Linked DNA regions of Oryzias latipes: region 2 is linked to region 1. A link is a contact called in public Hi-C data. All regions are on one chromosome and are shown on one strand. Each heading gives the region's core, a stretch centred on a gene start, on an enhancer-like site or on the middle of the called end of the contact. The rest is flanking DNA. Distances are from core to core; before and after follow the strand shown.

What was found. A called contact is a pair of places that touch in the nucleus more often than the background predicts.
Region 2: a Hi-C map of gastrula embryo shows a contact between it and region 1, with 2.2 times the contacts expected there. The contact joins the enhancer-like site here to the promoter of fkbp8 in region 1. A contact is called at or near these places in 4 of 5 Hi-C or Micro-C datasets (embryo, fibroblasts and gastrula embryo).

Annotation. Positions count from the first base shown.
Region 1 is chr4:8,041,367-8,048,506 of ASM223467v1, forward strand. It overlaps fkbp8 (peptidyl-prolyl cis-trans isomerase FKBP8), which reads right to left and starts at 3,694. Exons shown (of 9, transcript XM_011473851.3): 1 at 3,542-3,694; 2 at 2,867-3,117; 3 at 2,536-2,705; 4 at 2,331-2,419; 5 at 1,665-1,885; 6 at 1,214-1,386; 7 at 1,069-1,146. The coding sequence starts at 3,116. It overlaps LOC101167440 (single-stranded DNA-binding protein 3), which reads right to left. Exons shown (of 17, transcript XM_023954125.1): 17 at 5,210-7,140.
Region 2 is chr4:8,143,049-8,150,419 of ASM223467v1, forward strand. No RefSeq gene overlaps it. Among protein-coding and RNA genes, the nearest start is that of LOC101167695, 26 kb to the right of the region's middle. Within about 2 kb of position 5,208, at least 7 of the 8 cell types and tissues checked have an H3K27ac peak or open chromatin away from gene starts, as enhancers often do. A contact at or near this core is called in embryo and gastrula embryo, where this site is marked.

The DNA.
Region 1 (7,140 bases), core at 2,444-4,943:
GTTCCACTCTTCCTCCATCAGGACCTGTACTGGTCCAGGGTCAGGAAGCGGGCTGGCAGAATTGCAGAGGACCCCTCTCATCCCGGACATTACCTTTTCAGCATTCTCCCGTCAGGGCGGCGTTTTAGGACAACGTGCACCAAAACCACTCGCCACAAGGACAGCTTCTTCCCCCGAGCTGTCACTCTAATGAACTCCTGACAACAGACCACTCAAGAACACGGAACAAAACCACAGAAACTGTCACACCAGAACTACTGCTACATTTTTACTGTTGCATTTATTTATTTAGTTATGTTTAAATATTCCTACGTCTACCTCATAGTACTTTATTTTTATCATTTATCCTCTCCTGTCTTACTCCTTTAAATTTTTTTCATATCTTTCTAGTTTGGGCGAGAGCACAAGACACCGAAGCCAAAGTCCTTGTACAGCACTGCACTTGGCCAATAAAGCTGATTCTGATTCTGAAATCCCGGTTTGCAGCAGATGCTGATGAGCCGTTTAAGGTCACGTGTCCTTAGAGCAGCAGGAGGCTCAACAGTTTCTGTCTGAACTTCCAGAAAGAAAACCTTCACCTTCAGCAAAAACTAACACTTTCATCCATTTCAGGAAATCTGCACCAACATGCATGCAGGTGTCCATGCAAAAGGTCACCTCAGGGATGTTGAGATAAAACATTTTCAGACACACAGCGTCTCTCAGAGGAGTAAACACCACAGATCAAACATCTCGTGTGTTGGCTGCTCCAGTCTGACAGATTGGAGTGGGACTACAGCGATGGTTCTGGGCCTCAGCTGGTCCAGGAAGCCTACACACTGGAACCGGCTGTGTCCATGTATGGCTGCAGAACCACATTTAACCAGTGCAGAAGCAGAAGCAAACACTGGCTTGGCATTAGCCCAGCCTTAGGGTGAACCTATTTTCAGCAGCAACATGAAAACAGATCTCCACATATGTTGACTCAGCAGACCACGTGGCCTGCTGCAACCCATAGTCTAGGTTGTGGCACCACCTACTGGCCAAATGTAAAAATGACAATCTGCCAAGAGAAAACAGTTCAATGACCTTGTTGCTGGGATCCAGCTTCAGTGCTTTCCTCAGGGTCTGAATAGCTTCTGTGTATTCACCTTTCAAAGAGAGAACCTAGAGGAAAGAACAACCATTTAGCAGACATTCAGCAGCAGCAAGAAGCTCCGGGACTGAGGCCAACCTTGCCCATGCGAAAAAGTGCCTTTATGTTGTCTGGCTGATGCTCAAGAGCTGAAACGCAAGACTTCAGAGCAGCATCGTAATGGTCCAGCTTCAGCTGAGAGGCGGCCATGTTGTTCAGACACTTCACTCTCACATCCAGCAGCTCGTCCTCCTCCTCCGGCCGGATGTCCACTGTCCCACAAAACACAACGACAATATCAAACTTCCTTCTTTTTATATGTATTATTATTATTATTTTGTATTGCTTCACATGTTTGAAATAAATCTCAATCTAAGATCAGAGCAAAAAAGCTAAAAAGATCCACTGAAGACTCATTCACATCTGCAGGGCTTTGATTTTCACGTCATTGTTTGGTTTAAAGTTGCAGTTACTGATCAGTCACCGCAAGATGATCAGGGGGAGGAGCTTTCATTGCCGGGAAAGCGGGACGGCGTCATGAAGGTCTCACCTTTGGAACTGGACTCTGCTATCTGCAGGGCGATGCTGTAGGAGTTGACTGCAAACGCATAGTCTCCACGCTGGTAATGGACGTTGCCCCTCTCTCGTTTACGACTGGCGAGGGCAATCTTTTCTGCGGGGGGCAGCAGCTCCACATCGGGGGCATCAGTGGCCTCCAGGAGTTCCACTTCCAAGGACAGCTGAGCGTTTGGAGGAACACGAGGTTCAAGACTGACACGAGAAAAAAAAAAACAGGCAGGTTTAGTGACTGAAGCAAAAACAGCAGCGCCCCCCCCCCCCAACAAAAAAAAAAGGATGGCATAGTCAGTCTGTTTCTGTGAATCTCCAGGGATCCATACAGTTTATTTCCCAGTGATTCCTTTCCTTTACCCCCATGTCAGGAAAAGACACAGATTCTCTTGAATTAAAGACAAATGTTTGCTTTTTAAGGTCTTATTGACCCAAGTTTATGTAAATGTGAGACATGTCAAGACTTTTTTGACCACGTGTGTCAAAAAGCCCCTCCCACTTACTAAACCACCTGTGAGTAAAATAAAAAGTATTTCATTTGGAGGCTCCTCAGACTCTGGGCTCTGCTACCATCTTTCTAAAGGATGGTTAAAATTCTCTATATCACCAATTTGCAGCGTTTGATGTAGAGTAGCTTATCTCCCACCTTCCTCTGTCTCCATATGCATATTTAGGATCTGACTGGATCAGAGCCTTTTCTCCCATTTCCATAAGCTGGACCGTCAGATCCAGAGCCTGGAAGAAAAGTGTTGACTGACGTTTGACCGGAGACAAATCCACAAAACAAGACCTGCAGACGTAATTTTGAGCGTTGGGGCTAACCCTGACATATATCACCACTAAGGGTTTACCTGGATAACATCACAATCTCCCAAAGTGAAGGAGAAGTTAGGTTGCTCCTCCACCAGAGTCCCATCGATCAGGCTAGCTTTAAGGTGGATCCGTACGTTCTGACCCTTCTGAGGCCGACTGGCTCGTCCCTTCCCGGGCGCCGTGACTTTTTTCTTCAGCTGGCCATTTCCTGCAGAGAGAGAACTGTTGGCTTGTCAAGAACTACCACCAAATGCTTGTTTGGAACTCACAACTACTTCCAGAACCTGTCAGATTCAAAAGACAAATGAAGAACTGTTCTCTCTTCCAAGAAACATCAGCGGGAAGAGGCCAAACAAGTGCCAGACTCACCCAACACATCCAACCACTCATCCAGCTGAGCCGGAGCCTCTGGTTCTTCATGTGGAGACCTCTTCGCCGTCTCATCTGAACTTTTCTCCATCCCACCTCCCGCATCTTCTAAAGGAGGAGGCTCCTCATCAAAGTCCTCTTCATCCACAACCTCGAAGTCTTCTCCGCTGTCCAGCAACGACGTTTGTCCGCTCTTTCTGGCAGAAGAAGAAGCGTTTTCGCGGCCGTCTGCAGCTTCCACGGTCTCCATTCTGGAGAAGACAGTCAAACTGAGGAAGCTCGTTTTCTGTTCGCTTATCTCTGAGCTTCACAGAAAAGCTCTTCAAACAGCAGAATCTGACGTTAACGTACCGACCAGGATATCCGTTACAGTTCCCCAACATTGCATGCAGACAGTTTTACTCCAAACTTCAGAAAACCTGACGTTTCCGTGGGTTTTTAAAAAGTAACGAGGTTTCTCGGTCAAAACCTACATGCTAATGCTAGCGTTAGCTGAAGGTGGCTGGGTTAGCTAGCTATGAGCCAGCGGCTTAGCTTATTTGCATCCATCAAACTAAGAGTTTTTAGTGACACTGACATTTTGACAAAACGAAGTCGTCGATTAGAATCACTTCCAAACGAAGGAACACACACAGAAAAGTTCTTAAAATTGTAAATTAGAACGCGAACATTCACCTCCAGCCTTGTTTTGGTCCAACAGCCGCGTCCCGATCCTTCAAGCTCACGCAGGAAGTTAGACTGCGAATAGAAAAGTCTAGAGCGCACGGCGCCAACGGGAAGGGCCACAGTGGACACTCAGGCTGACTTCGTCACAGCGGTAGATCCTCGCGCATGCGCAGCAGCACTCTGCATCGCTTTAATGTTTCAAGAAGCTTTTCTCTGCTTTCAGATTAAAAGCCCCCTTAATGGTTCCATTAAAAAACACCCTGTGCTCACTCATGAAACGACGGAGAACATCCTTCACCACGAAAACGCGAACCTTTTAGAGCAGAAAGATCTGTTATGCTTTAGATCCTGATGTCACACAGTTCCAATCATTATTAAACATTTGATGAACCGAAGAACCAGACAAGTTCGCCCAAATAAGTTTCAAAGATAGAAAAACACAATAAATAATGTACTTAAACATTGTTACTAGTTAAAAACAAAAATTTGAAATGAATAAAGGAGTTTTACTGATAAATGTGTTTCACTGATTGAAGGGTGGTAAAAGAATCAGTGGCTGGCACAGAACTTTTACTTTGAAAAACAGAGAACTGCTTGTTGGTCAGTCCTGTAAATTCTTTCAGATGGTGGTGAAATGTAAAATCTCTGATGTCTTCATGTTTTCTGGTTCCTGTGAAAAAGAAGCAGCTGCATTCTGGACTGTAAACTATAAAACACATTTCAACTGATTTTGGTGTCACATAAATCCAAATGTGACCAAAGAATAGCGAAAGATGAAAACGCAAGTTTAGTCATCAAAGCTGTGAGTGATTCTTCCTGGATTTCCTCACACATTTTTACTTTTAAAGCTTAAACGATCTCTGTGTTGTTTCTGCCTCCGATGTGCTGCCGATTGGACATTTTTTAACAAGAATGTCCGGGAAACTTTGCTTATTAGCAGTTTTCACTTTAAGCAAAGGAAGAACTCGGAAGTATTTTTGGTGTCATGAGCCCAAAAGACATTTCTTTACTTCACTCTAGACCACATGTGTCAAACTTAAGGCCCAGGGGGCAAATGTGGCCTACCATGTCATTTTTTGTGGGCCGCGAGAGCATAAAAGTTTTTAGTTTTTTAGAATAAAAATACAAATTGGTTTGTATTTATTCATATCTTGGGGGAATCTGAAAATATCTGATTGGGCAACTATCCATTAGGACTTAAACACTGCCAATATAACCTAACCTGTCAGAATCAAATGTAAAAGGATTTATGCTAGAGTACCATGCAAACACATGTTTTCTATGCCGCTGTAATTGTCACTTTAAAAAGTTATAATAAATAACTAATGAGTTATTTAACATTAAAGAGTATGTACATTTATTTTTCATTACATTTAGTTACATGTATGAGTTATAGCTGGCCCCAGGACAGCCGGCACGCTGATGTGGCCCTCGCTGAAAATCAGTTTGATGCCCCTGCTTTGGACAAAGTGATCTTCTGTAAAAACATCAGCTCCTATGATTCAAGCTAACAAACTTGTATCTAAGTGGTATAAATACCCATGACTGATGTGTTCTTTCTCTAATTAAGGAATAAAACAGCTGTGTCGAGTGGAACACACCCTGCTTTCATCAAAAAGTTCCTGGTTTTAAACAGGATCTTCATGTCAGGATTTAGGAAAAGATTCAAACAGCAGAGAAAAATCAGATGATATTTATTATTGATGCATTGTTCCTGTTTGATAAGCAAATCGTTTTTTTCTTTCCGCTTAAAGAAACTTTACAATATAAAGAAACATACAAAGAACATCTTTGATACACAAGACACCTAAAACCCTAAGACAAGATTCTGGACTATCCTACCATGACATACAAAGCAAACCCAGGAAATAGACTGCTTCATATCAGAGAGGACCATGGACAGCTCCTCCTAATGGTACATTATTTTACACCACGATAGAAGTACAGAGATGGCCAAAGATCAACTTACGGCGACAGGACCAACCGGCGAGCTTCCCCAGAACTCTTACATCCAGATCTTCATTTAAAATAACATTTGTAAAAGATTTTTAAAATATCTTTTTTCTTCTAAAAGTTTTTTTTCCATGATAAAAATCCTTCATATTAAAAACTGTAATATGAGGTGACCCACGTTTGTGAGGAGATGCCCTTCAGGGAAAGAAATCTAGACTTTTCTTAAAAATTATTTTAAAAACAGCCGTCACACTAGGCGCACAGTGAGGACGCCACAGCCGGCCCGCCCCCGTCCCACCCCCCTCTCCACACAAGTCTTCATCCGTCTGCTGTACATTCAGCCAATTTAGCCTCATGACCCAAATGTTTCTTCATGGAAAACATTTATACTCTACTTCCCGCTGGACTCACCGGTTGTGACGGACATGAAAACATGTCAATGATATCAAAATGCATTTTACAGTATTTACACCAGGAGAAAAAGGGGCGGGGCTTCAGGAGGAACTGGAGGTCAGAAAGGGGGTTGCCGGAGGGATTCCCCATCAGTAAATCCTGCAGGTGTCCCTGTCGACGGTAGGTTCACATTGATATCAGGAAGCTCGCGTGTGGATCAAGCACACAAAGAGGCTACAGCTGCTGTCTGCTGACGGTTTGCTTCATTCACCAGAAGGAGCAACAGATAAGGCCAAGAGAAAAACCAGGACTTTGTCTTCACCTGGTCTGCAGATTTCACCGCCGTCAATGTAAAGTCAAAATGAACAAACATCCTCGACATTCCGACGTAAAGCCTTTCACGTGGAATCGGTGGATGGAAGGAGCATCACTGAGAGGGGGATCTAACCTTCCACGCGGGAAATTCACATGTGACAAAGCGAAACGAAGCTCCAGGAAGGTCCATCAGCTCAGGAGAGGCAGGACGAAGGAAAGGGAACGACTGTCTGCTTGGAGTCATGAAGGCGAAAGAACTCGATTCAGAATTCACAGACTGATATGGTAAAAATAAGAATAAAACCAGCACATTCCCCGCTAAACATGTGGCATCAGCAGACATGAACAAGCCCGCTGAAGGACGTCCTCCATCTGCTTGCTGACGTCCGTCTTGAGGAGTCACTCTGGAATGCAGGACAGTGGGATCAGAAACTCAGAATCAAAATCTGTTTCCTGCAGTGGCAGGTTGATCTGGTTCCAGAGACGTGTGGGCAAATTTTTTTAGGAAGGAAAAGGAAAAACAAGCTGAGAGGAAGTTCTAGAGAGGATCTTCCAGACGGGGACGATGTAAACAGAAAAACGGAGCATTTGGCAGCGTGTCCCAACAGTACTGTTGCTGCTGAGGTCCAAAGGTGTCCTTCACACAGGAGACTACTGGAAACCACAACATCATCATCATAGAAAACATCAGAATTCTAGCGCAGTTTTTGAATAGTCCACATGGGGGCAGTGCTGAATGACTGAATGTGCCTGAACACCACCCACAACAGCCAGTTCTGGTTCTCATCCAGGCAGGGTTGGATCCTTTGACTGCTCCGTGGAGCCCATGTGAGGAAGAGGAAAAAGTCCTTCTGGAGTCATGCTTCCCACCGTTTCACAGCTGATAGGGGCTTTGAGGAGAGTCCTGCTTCCCGAGGAAACTCCAAGGAGCTGTGGAGGACACCAAA
Region 2 (7,371 bases), core at 3,958-6,457, 100 kb after region 1:
ACTCCCGCAGACCTTGAAATTCTCTATGGAGGATCTCCAGCAAATTGAGGCGGCCATCAAAGCTGGAGAGCTTTTTGTCAATCGAATCCAGGATATCGCTCATTCCGCTGCCCGGAGAGGACACAGCCCCGGGAGAGTCCTCAGGCCGTTCACGCTTGGCGGAGGGGGTGGTGGTGGCGGTTCTGGGCTTCACCATGTTGCAGGTATTAAAACACTCGTCAATGAATTTCTCCAGGTCCTCCAGGCTGACAGAAGCTTAATACTCTTAACAGGTTATGTTAGTTAGCAGGAAATATTTTAATATGGCGGAAAAATGAAACAAGATCGAAAATGTTTGTTCAAATGCTTACGCGCCGCCAAGTCGACTCACCACACTCGTCTCGCTGGGTCTCGCGATACTACAGCATCTCCCGCGATACTACAGCAGCTCTGGGTTTTTTTTCTAATGGACACTTGTTTGTGGTTTTTGGGAGAATGTTTTAGATGTTTTAAATATTTTAATATGTGCAGAAAGTATTCTGACAGGAATCATGTTACGAGACAAAGAGATTTGGAGGAAAAGACTGAGCTGTGTGTGCTGAAGGGCCCACAACAGGACACTCAGAAATTCAACGAGGCTGCATGGAGACATGACTGTAGCAACTCTAAACACCTCTGTCCCAGAAAACAGGCAGACTTCTGACAGAGCAGCAAGTGTTAAGAAGAATACACTGCAGCGCTTGTTAGCGACACATGAACATGTTATTGACCTGCTGGCTGTGAAATTCCGTCACTGTCATCCACTGAGAGACGTAAAGTGTGTCACATGCCATCCCTGAATGTGACATCATCAGCTCAGTTGCAGGTTGCAAACACAAACATTTAATTCAAAAACATAATATTTGTCATGATCTTGCGGGTTTCTGACAGACCCAAACGCTGGAACCCAGAAGGACACTAGGAGTCGGAAGGTAAGATTAAGATGGTTTAATTCACAGAGGGTGAGTAGTTAGGAGTCTTGACGTGGCGTGGCGGCTGACTGGAGGTTTGCGGCAGGAAGGTCCAGAGAGCGTGACTTCGGCAGAGTCCAAGGGGGAGAGCGTGAGCGGTGGACTGCGACCTGAGGTTCACCCGTGAAGCGGACAGTTCCTGAAGGTGGAGAAGAGAGGAAACGTTAACGAAGCTTGGATTTAGACAAGGCACACAACGTGAGCTGGCCAGACGTAAGCACCGAGGAAGGAACAACGGACTGGCGTCGAAAACAGGTCCTTGATCTCCTTAAGTAGGCGGGGATGAAGATGAGGTAAGTGAACCCAGCTGGTCGCGTCCAGGGCAGAGCAGGAAAGGGGGAGGAGGAAGGTAATTGACAGAGGCACCATGTCAATATTGTCAGGTCCAGCAGCTCTGCCCCCACACAATGCACTCTGCACTACAGTCACCCAATTGCCTGACTCACTTTAACTTTGTCTCCTCCTATTTAAGCTCCTTTATGTCCTCCACCTGGTGCCGGAGTGTAAAGAGCTGTCCTCTTTTCCTCCAGCATGTTACTTCGTCTTGTGCCTTCTTGGAAGCTTTCCCCTCTGTCCTTCTGCCATGTCTGAATGAGTTTTTGTCCATTTCCCTATAGCCTGTTAACTCTTTTTTTATTGGCCCTCTTCCACTGGACACATGCAGGACAGTGCTGGCGTCCTCCGGTTACATAAACTACACGTTTGATCGTTTAATATTAAACGATAAAGTAAAAGATTTGATAAACATGATAAACCTTCTGAAAGTGGTTTGTTGACGTAAGACTTGCAATTATTCGGTAGCCAAGGAGCTTCTGGTTGCCAGAGATGTCCCACCTCCCCTCCCCTTGACTGACGTGACACTGATTTTACGTGTCGACAGCTTTTAGAATCAAAACCACAAAAAATAAAAGCGCAACTCAAAACGATGATTTCAGAATGGTGAGAAAACAAATCGGCAGCTGAGAAATAGGATTGTGCTTTGGGTTATAGCTTTTGGTTGCTAATTGTGGGTTTTGGTTCTCAATTTAAACAATTTGATTCGCGGTTTTATGGTTTTAATGCGCAATACTTTAGGCGCTGAATTGACACCCTGGACAAAGGCCAATTAAGAACATGACCAAAGCAAGAAAAACCAAACCAAACAACAGTACCCTTACAATTCAAAGAAACAATCCTGTTTGATGAAAGTATGAAACTTCACTGCAATGGTCCTTTTCTCTTAGCCATGCATTGCTGCAGCTGCAATGCATTTCTATGCAGATGAATAAATGCATTGAAGTCCTCTATTGAGTGCTGAGCATTTCATTTCCCACCTTAAGGTCTTCTTCAGAGATATCGACAAGGAGGCTTTTTCCATTTGTAGGTACGCACCTGTGAGCGTGCTGGGCTCATACTCCTGAACATTACCATTTCCAGGCAAATGATCTGTTAAAAGACATAATAGTTCTCTGAAATCTCTCTCCACAGTTAGCAATAATAACAATAAGATTTGGCTTGATTGGGATCTGCTTGAGGAGCAAAACAAATGCAGAGACTACAGTTAACCTCCAGTAATCTACACAGCTCGCACTTGGCCAGCTAGTGGATTCCAACCCAGGGTCACTGTTTATCCTGAGCGTAAACTCACTGATGTGCGCAGCGTACAGGCTTTAGAGCAAAGCAGACACCTCCTGGTCTGATAGCATCTCATCTCTTCACTATTTGATGAACAACAAGACCCGCTCCACCTCCCCCCAGCAGCAGTCCCATTCCTGGCAGAGCTGCATCCATCTTTAAGCCCTGACTCTGGATCCGTATCGGCACTGCTCAGACATGGGGCAACTCAATCTCTCATATCTGCTAAGAAAGAAGGATGCTGCTGCACACAGCAGATAGGAAGTCCCACTCCTTGTTTAGTAACTCCACAATGGAAGTCCCACACGTGAAAACCCCTGGAAACTGGAAGCCATAAAGGTTGTTCAGGAGTTTGACATAAGCAGCCTTTTTAGTAAAATTCTAATAGTATGCATAGAGAGATATTACATGTTACATTTAGTTACATTTATCTAAGTCATTTTTAGTAAAAACTGTATTCCTGAGAAGAATTTTACTGTGTTCTGTGAGTGGCAACTTGCTGATTGGCCAGTGGTCACAGACGGAAGAAAGGTTCTTATTGGTTGGTCAGTTCAGACGTTTTGCACATTTTCCATGTACCAAATTTCATTATTTAGTGATACATTCATGATATACGTAACTCATTTTCACAGATGTATCATGAATGACGTTAAAAGCACGGAAGAAGTACAAATAAACCATGCAAAGAACAGGTAAATCAACATAGACTATAACACGTGTGTGATTACTGCACTGTTTACATGCAAGTCATTACTGATTCGTGCATCCATTACGTAATTATGTACGCTGTATATGCGATATAAAACGTATACATGGTGGTACACGTGTGAAAAGTCTGTTTGACATACGGGGAACGGTCGTTGAAAGACACAAATTTATGTAGGCATCTCACAGAAATCATACCCAATTACGTAAGATTTATGTAACAATTGCGTATAAACTACATAAAATACTCGTAAACTGCATAATTCTCAACCCGCCGAAAATTTTGAACAGCTCAAAACTGAATTCACGTAAAGACCCATTGACCGAAACCCTTGACGGACATCTGCGCACATCGATGAATGACGAAGGCAAGAAACATTTATGGATTACGTTTATCACGCATGTATCACCAAAGGCCGAAATTTCATATACGCGGAAAAATGTATGTAGTGGCTGTGTGACACGGCCTTTACATGAGCAGTATGTTTGAGTTTCTGTTTTTCTTTTACTTGAGTAAATATTTCGACGACTACTTTTACCTACTTAAGCATGATTGTTTTTAAGGGGAGTTTCTCCAACCTGAGATGTTTTTACATCACTTGCAGGCCTCTGCAGGAAAAAAATTATCATCATTTCCTGCAACGTGGCATTGATATTGTGTCAAGAATTTTCACTTTTTTTTTTAATTGCAAGTTAGATTTTTAAAAATAGAAGAATTGCTTCATCAACAGACTTCTAATATGCTAAACACATATGCTAAAAAGAGGCAGACATAATCCAAGCAGTTTGACCAGCACAATAGTCAAATGAGAATGCCATAAGGATGATCTAACTGCAACAATAACACATACTGAAGTGATTTGGAACTCCACACGTCAGATGCCTCTCAGTCTGGTGTTTTCTGTCGATCATCCTTTCCTGAGTGTCTAAAAGTTATTAAAATTGGGAAAAAGTTGCAAATGTTACATCTATTTGGTCAAGGTTCCACTGGTTTGACTTTGACACACCTTCAATAGTCATGGGTTTTGTACAAAAAATCCAAAACTTGACTTAAAAACCTGCGAAGGGTCAATTGAACGCAAGATTTTTTGACGCAGAAGCCTGAAAAGTGCACATGCATGGGTTTACATTGACTTTTTATTGGTGGTCGCTTGAACACACGTTACCGAGCCTGAGATGATCGAAGCTTTTCAATTATACTAATGTGATTTTAATTACCATTGATAAAAGAGGGATGTGTTGTCATCTTACGTTTAGGGACTTAATAAATTAAAATATAAAACTGTTAGGTAACACTTTTACATCCCGGTGAGCTACATTAAGTCCTGCTTTTGGTCTAACTCTGGACAGCTTGCTTGAAATTTTGATGAAAGCACTTTGGGGACATTTGTTTTCATTGGGTTCATCTGTTGTTTTTTTGTGGGGTTTTTTTTTTGTGTGTATGTGGTTATTTGTGCTTGTGTGTATCGGGGGGGGGGGGGGGGGTATCCACCTTATCAGCCAAAAGCCTCAGTTATTTAGTTTTACATTGACTAATTTCTTATTCCAGCGGAGGGGGTGCAGGCTACTGACTTGAACGGCGGCTTCATGACCCAAAAAAACTGTCAGTCTTTCTCTGGAATAAATTGTAGAATGTTCCATTTTGAAACCCGGGGGTGGTGCGAAGTAACATAGGTAATGAGAGCATGAAAAAAAATTGTTATGTTTTCCTTTCTAGACAAACATACATGAAAAAGTTGAAGCGATATTTGCAGCCTTTTTGTTGTTCAGATGAAAAGAGGGCTCTAAGCAGACAGGAATAAGGTGTTGCCGCGGCCACCCCCGCCTCCGTGAGAGGATGCTCGTGTGGGCTCATAGTAGAATCGATTCACAGAGAGGGCAGCTTGAAACCGTCTGGCTCTGCTCGCTGCTTCGTTTGGAGAGAGCGGCGTGTCGGACGGCTCTGGACGCATCGGCGCTGTGCATGTGTGTCTCCCCGCGTGCGCCCGCAGGAGTGGTGCGTCTGGAAAAGACTAAAGGGGAAGGGGGGGGGGGGTGCTTGGAATGTGACGTTGTTGACAGCTCTGATTGAATCTTTGGGGGCATCGGGGGGTTATGACAAATGTTGTGGGGAAATAAAGTCAGTGATGATACAACTAAGTCCTCTCTGGAGGTTCTTCCTGACTAAGCGCGTGAAAGACAGGAAGCAATTGATGTGGACAGTAACCCCCCCCCCCCCCCCCCCCCCCCCGTTTTAAAACGTATTTGCCACAGAATCGTGCTTTTCTGATCGACACGTGTCACACATGCTTCCTGGTGTTTTATGATACCTTTTGCTTGCCATAGCGAGACTCTGCGCCTTAGAAGGCAGCTACAGTACATCTGATGCCCCTATTACCTAGGATAATCATTAAAATTCTTTGAGTAAAAAAGTGGAAATTATAGATTTCTTCCTCAGAAGAAAATAATGATTGGGTAAATATGATGTTTTTCTAATCACGTAAACAAAAAGTGCCATAGATGAGCAGGAACCTGTCCCTCTTTATTATTTTCTCAATAAGGGAGGGTGCTCAGAAAACACAAAGCAAGAAACTCATATTTAACACTCATCAAAATTGTTATTTTATTTTAAAACCATAAAAAATTGCTGGTTCATACATGGAATAACCGCAGTTCTGGAAAAAAAGGCTGAAAAACAAATATTGTTTAGAATTGAAGCTATTATTGTTCTGTTTTCTTCTAAACAGGAGATGATCAAGCTGCAGCATCTGCAGCCCAAAACAAAATAACTCCATCCTTTAGGAGAACCTTTTAGTACATCTTTTCTACCTGAATGGGAGCTGTGGCTGCATTTAACCATTTCAAACATGAATACTGAAGATGGGAGTATCAAAGAAAAAAGTTCACATGTCCTCTGGAGAGAAAAAGGATTTGAGTTGATTTTTTAAGGATCTAAGTGTTAATATTTCAGTTTTGGGTAGTTTTAATGAAGAATGTTCAGGTTCCTTTCCCAGAGTACAACTTTACATTTCGATATAATTAAAGCAACATTTGAGTGAATTCGCTGAAACTCAACAGAGCATCCACTTCATCCCACTGATAAACTCCACCTTCCTTCACAGTCTCCTCTCCCATCATGCCCTTCATTTCATCACACACTTGGCGGTGGCGGCATGCCCGCACGCGCCAGCTTGTTGAATGCACTGCAGGTCGGCAGGTCTGGCCAGATAAGAGCAGCACATGGCTTTCTGCTACTGGGAGGGAGCATTCGAGTGGAACATTGCCTCTCAGATCAAACCACCCATTCAGCAGTAATATTGAGGCCAAATGCGCTCATACTTGAATCCATAGCGCCCCCTGAGGATGCTTAGCTGAGCTGCAGTTGATGCGTTGGGGGTCTTGAATGAGGCTTTGGTGTCAGAAGGAAACAGTAAAAAAAAACAACCAAAAATCTTTGCACAGTTACTTTTTTTTAATCACGTTTGGGAAGATTTATGAATATGAATGCTCTTAGATGAGTGCTCTCTGATGGTAAAAGCTGGCTGTAGTCAGTGAACGTTCAGCCGTTTACTGCTGTGTTTGAAGAACAGTCAGAGCTCTCATCAGGTGATAAACTTCCGCTCTTGTGACGTGTGTTGTCCAGGGCTAGACTAGAGGCGGATATGACCATAAACTCTGTTTGGCTTTCGCTGCGTCAACACAAAGCGACTGACAGGCCGACGACAAGCCAATTTGTTCTGAATGAGTCAGCCCGCCGCGGCACAGAAGACCCATCCCTTTAAGTTTTTTAATCTCTTCTTGCATGTCTATTTATAAAAGGGTTTATTTTAACCAGATGCTTCAGTAAGAGGTTGGAACACGACAAAATATTTTTCTCTTGTTCTCCTGTTTCTCAGTGAGATCCCAACGCAGACTAATCCTGCAAACCCCTTCAGTGCACAGACAAGGCCGGTTCAGTCAAGTTGTGGCGCTACAACAGATGACATTCCCCTCTTCATCTATAGTGTCTGGATGTTTGGCAGCTCCAATCCACCTCTGGATGGGGTGGTGGGGGTAGTTACAACAGTCAGCCACGGCATTTTGA